Regions from separate parts of the Sus scrofa genome. Here region 1 is linked to region 2. A link is a contact called in public Hi-C data. All regions are on one chromosome and are shown on one strand. The core of a region is the stretch at or near the end of the contact, and the rest is flanking DNA. Distances in the headings are between cores, read along the strand shown.

Region 1 (2,700 bases), core at 184-2,683, 95 kb before region 2:
CCACATTTTGGCCCTAAGAGGTTGACCACAGTTTGTTCTGAAATTTATTTGGTGACTAATACAAAAGAAATTCCTAAGCAGAAGACATTACCTAATTAACTAACATTATTCAAATCACAAACTCACCTTCTAGTACCCCACACCAGATAGGACCTCATCAGATGTTACAGATACCCTTGTCAGAGAATCCCCAATTGAACAAGATGAAGAGGTTTAGAACAAGATGAAGAGTAAACAGTCTGTGGATGCTAGTGTGATGGTAGGATGCAGCAGACACAGACAATGCAGAAAATGCAGGACCTTTGGTGTTTGGGGCGTTCCACCATGTCTATTCTTTAAGAGAAAAAGACACGGAGTGCCATGTCTTCGACTTCTGGCTCACTATGCTCAGTCACTGAGCGTAAAGAGTCAAAAGAGATTGGTCCACTAAATATCAACACACCACTATTCACCTCGTCCTTAAAGGCCTTAATCATTTCGGGACTGCTCCTTAAAAGGTAGGAACTGCTACATGTGCACAGCTGCTGCAATGGCAGGGAAATTTCCTGCGACAGAGGAGACGGAAAATAAAAAATTGCATTCACTCCGAGGCAGGGGGAGGTATCTCCTGCTAGTGAAGAGTTTACATAATGCAACAGAAAAACCACTGAGCTCTGCAGACCTGTCAATGGAGATGCAAGGCTTGAGTTCCTCTCTCTTCCCCATCTCTAAACACTGTCCAAGAGCCTGCTCTGATCTCCCAAAGATCCACAGAAATTACATCTAATAACGTAAACCAATCTGCCCACGTTCACCCCATGCTTTCCTATCCACCTTTATTACTAAAAGGCAAAAAACAAGCAGAAAAAAAAAAAAAAAGGAAAAAACCCTAACCTCCCACTTCTGAGCCCAAAGTATGGAGTAACCAAAAGGAGCCGGGGAGTTTTCCCTCCACGGAAGGAGCAAGGAGAACAAGGAGCTGTCTCAAATCTACACGAAGCTCAATAATGCAATGACAAGCCTTGAAAACTCCACAGGGCTCAGAGCAGCCGGGTTCGCGGCTCGGCCCGGCTCGGGCCCCGGGCCTGGCAGCCGCCCTCTCCCCCAGCCTCTCACAAAGGAGAATGGTTCAGTCCAGAGCATCACCCAGCACCTGATTCCTCACAACTGGGGGACGGGCAGGGGGCGGGGGGAGCGAGGAGGAGGATGAGTTATGGAAACCAATTCTAAGAGCCTCAGCGTTTGCAAAGACTCTTGGACCAGCACTAAGCGGCGGGCGTGAGCGGAAAGCCTACCTGAACAAGTCCTGGTACCTCCTTTCCAGCCAGCGTTTCAACTCACCCTTTCTGAGAACAAGGCGCCTTCCGGCGGAGCATGGTCAGCCCTCGCTTCAATCTAGCTTGCTAGTAGTCCATTCTCCCTTGGGCCCGCCCACCTACGCTCCCATCCACCAATGGCAGGGCCGACGGCCGGCCTCCTCCAGCAGGGTAGAGTGAGTGCCATCCAGGAAGTCTCTTGGGGTGGGAGGTCCTAAAAGGCTGAGGCAACCGCAGATATGCCTGATTGAAAATAAAATCTGGCGGTAGCTTGCTTCTGACGGGTCAGTTCTGTGGCGTTGAGATCTCTCGGCTTCTTTTCTTGACCCCCGGCGTTGGGGGCGCTCTAAACTAAAATAACATTTAGTTACCTGGCTCTAGGAAGCCATCTTGGATCCGGCTGGTGCTTTGGGGCCGGGAGGAAGAAGGCGTGCTTAAGGAATTTGAAGTCTCTGTTCTAATAGTTCTATCGGACTATTTAGATACAACCCCAATGTACACTCCTTTGTATAATCGGAGTACCCCTTAGTCACGATGGGGAGAAAGCCTGGAATAATGCTGAATGTGCCCGGAAGCAACCCCCACCCCCCCACCCCCGTCATACAAGTGAAAGATCCTAACCAAATCTAGCCACCTTAACCAAATCAAAGAAGCAAAAATGAATTCTTGGAATGAGTGGATTTTCCGAGTTCCTGGGATAATCCTTTAGAGACACCTTACTCCTCAGTATATCCACTTAAGACCAACATAGGTGATGCATCTATTCTAGATGCTTCTAATCCTTATGTTTCTCTTGCAAGTTGTCCAGTGCTCTGACTTTGTCAGTACAGAGTACCGCTAGTCCATGGAAGATGTACAGAATTTAGGGAAGAATTTTAACTTTTTAAAAAAAAACTCAGTTCATCAATACACACAAACTACCCATGAATATAGACAGAGCAAATGATAGAAGTCTTAGAGGTGAAATTATATGCAAGAGGAGGCGTGTTAGGAGTTAGCCTTAGAAACATTGGCTTCAGAAAGTAATTTCCTAAAAACTGCGTTTAAATTGAAAAGGAAATAATTTTATTGTAGGTGAAATTCTCTTGCCTTCAATAAGATTCTCCTGTGTTTTCTAGTCTAAATCTCTACTGGTATTGCAACTAGCTACAAGAACTTTTTGTTTTGTTTTGTTTTTGTCCTTTCTTTTTTTAGGGCCACATCCGCAGCATATGGAGGCTCCCCAGGCTAGGGGTGGAATTGGAGCTGTTGCCACTGTCCTACTCCACAGCCACAGCAATGTGGGATTTAAGCAGCCTCTGTGACATACACCACAGTTCATAGCAAGGTGGGATCCTAACCCACCCTGGGGGGCTGGGGATTTTACCTGCATTCTCATGGATGCTAGTCAGACTCGTTACCCCTA
Region 2 (2,700 bases), core at 54-2,553:
CCACTATCCATGAATGACTACTGAATAATGGCCCTAACTGACGGAAATGCAAATACTCTTACAAACAGGGGCTATTAGTAATGCACATATGAAAAACCTCTGATTTAAGCAGAACGACAACAAACCCCCCTAATCAATCTTTGAATGAATTGATCTGTGAATGAACACATTCACATCTAAATGATTTTATTTTTTTTTCTTTTTAGGGCCTTACTCAAGGATATGAGGTTCCCAGGTTAGGGGTCCAATCGGAGCTACAGCTGCTGGCCTATACCACAGCCACAGCAACACAGGGTCCGAGATGCATCTGCAACCTACACCAACGCTCACGGCAGCGCTGGATCCTTAACCCACTGAACACGGCCGGGATCGAACTCACAACCTCTTGGTTACGAGTCGGATTCGTTTCCACTGTGCCACGATGGGAAGTCCCACATCTTCGTGATTTTGATGACAAGAAAATAACATTTTTTCTTTGTCTTGTATCTTCTCTCAAGGATTAAGTAAAATTAGTCAAGGCTACCCTACTCTTATCACTCATTTAATTATTTATCCATTCAACAAATATTTTGCTGAGAGTTTACTATGTGTTTGTCACTATACTTTGCCTGGGGAGTACAGTGGGTAGTTTTCCTTGGCGGTCTCATCTCTTGCTCGAGTGCATTCGGAACTGGAGGACATATCAGCACCCAGGCAGGTACTGACACAGGTCTACTGATGTTTTTGGATAGGGGTGGGAGAGAACGTGGTAATATAAAGGGTCCAGAGTGTGTCCTGAAATGGTCTATGTTCTCACAAAGGGTCCCTGATTCAAGAGTTTTGGGAAAGATTTTTAATGCTCCCTGATTTTATTTGAACTAAAACATTATTTGCCATTCGTATCCCTCTGTGCATCCCATTCCAAGGCTCACTCCGTCACTCCTTCTCCTATACCTGTCCCCATCTTTTGCTACCCAAATTCACCAAATGAGTCTCTTCCTCACAAGCCATTCCAACTCCTGCTGTTCTTCATAGCCAGTCTCTGGGCTCAGCCCCAAGCCTGGAGGGGCAGAAAATGGATTCAGAGTTGCTGCTCAAACAGAGATCCCCATGGAAACCAAAGGGCTAAGAAAACAAAAAGAGAGGAAGAGGCAGCTACTGCCTGACCTTTTATGCTCACTCTCCAAATTCTTTTTGCTCTTGGGCGTGAAGGCAAGTGCTTATTTGTATAACTAGTGAAACCAAAGAACCTGCCCCTTGCCCCCTCCCCCAAATTTCATGAGGACCTCGCTTCGCTTTGATCGTCAGTGAGGTACAGTGGGACATCGCCACCTGGTGGTCGAAACACAAACTTACTGCCAAGGTGAGTGATGAGTGAGAGCCTGCAATGCAGGTTTAGCAGCAAAAGGAAGAGGATGCAGACTTAACATGCAGGAGGCACTCCCAGGAAAGTATTTAGCATTTAGTACTTGCTCCTTCTCACATATATTTTAAAAATATTTAAATATCTTTATGTTGATAACTCAGTTTTTTTTTTTTTTTTTTTTGTATCCAATCCAAATATGGGTACACAAGGTCTAGTCTATATCTCCCAACTCCACAGGAGTTATTTCCTACCCAAATGTCTTCTTACCATAAATTCAGTGTAATCCCAGAGCTGGAAGGTGCTTTTTCCTTCCTTTTCCTTCTAGAGGGCACCCTTTGCTAGTTTACCGTTTATTCCACAGTCTTTTTTTTTTTTTTTTTTCCTTGCCTTTTTTTAGGGCCTAACCCTCAGCATATGGAACTAGGGGTCAAGAATCAGAACTGCAGCTGCCAGCCTATACCACAGCTCACCACAACACAGATCCTTGATCCACTGAGCGAGGCCAGGGATGGAACCCGAATCATCATGGATATTAGTTGGGTTAGTTACCAGTGAGCCACAATGGGAACTCTTCTGCTGTCTTTTTGATATGGCCTCTCTGGTTCCTCAGGGGTATGACACTTTTTTCCTCCCTTGTTTTTTTAGGAGTATATGGAGGTTCCCAGGCTAGGGGTTAAATCAGAGCTGTAGCCACAGCCACAGTAATGCCACATTGGAGCCACATCTTTGATCTGCGCCACAGCACATGGCAATGCCAGATCCTTAATCCACTGAGTGAGGCCAGGGAGCGAACCTTTGTCCTCATGGATACTTGTCAGATTCCTTTCCACTGAGCCACAATGGGAACTCCCAGGGGTATGATTCTTAATGCTGCCACTAGAGGTGGTCTGTGCCCCCTGCCTCCTCCCTCCCACCCATAGGTACTGTCTCTTTCTTTTCAGGAAATAGGAAGGACTAGGGAAGGACAGACCCATCTCCTTCCTCTTGTTTCTTTTTTTTTTTCTTTTTTGTCATTTTGCTATTTCTTGGGCCGCTCCCTCGGCATATGGAGGTTCCCAGTACACCACAGCTCACGGCAACACCAGATTGTTAACCCACTGAGCAAGGGCAGGGACCGAACCCGCAACCTCACGGTTCCTAGTCGGATTCGTTAACCACTGCGCCACGACGGGAACTCCCCCTCTTGTTTCTCAGGAGAGATTCACCTGAGGACTTGTGATGTTCTTAACTGGAAAGTTAGGGCAGTTTCAGAAGGGAATTACAATGTCAGAGAGATAAAAATTGAAGTTTTAGCCAGCTTAGATTTTCCCTTTACTGTGCAAGGGATGATACCTCAAGACTTGAATCTTTAGAGG

What was found. A called contact is a pair of places that touch in the nucleus more often than the background predicts.
Region 1: a contact with region 2 is called in a Hi-C map of epiblast stem cells, with 3 times the contacts expected there. The contact joins the promoter of CHD8 here to the enhancer-like site in region 2. A contact is called at or near these places in 1 of 5 promoter capture datasets (liver) and 13 of 47 Hi-C or Micro-C datasets (embryonic fibroblasts, epiblast stem cells, fetal heart ventricle and 6 more).

What each region holds. Positions count from the first base shown.
Region 1 is chr7:77,718,209-77,720,908 of Sscrofa11.1, reverse strand. CHD8 (chromodomain-helicase-DNA-binding protein 8) reads right to left here and starts at 1,433. Exons shown (of 37, transcript XM_021099301.1): 1 at 1,321-1,433.
Region 2 is chr7:77,622,859-77,625,558 of Sscrofa11.1, reverse strand. The region is part of intron 1 of SALL2 (sal-like protein 2); the gene reads right to left. Among named protein-coding and RNA genes, the nearest start is that of METTL3, 38 kb to the left of the region's middle. Within about 2 kb of position 1,303, at least 15 of the 83 cell types and tissues checked have an H3K27ac peak or open chromatin away from gene starts, as enhancers often do. A contact at or near this core is called in embryonic fibroblasts and epiblast stem cells, where this site is marked.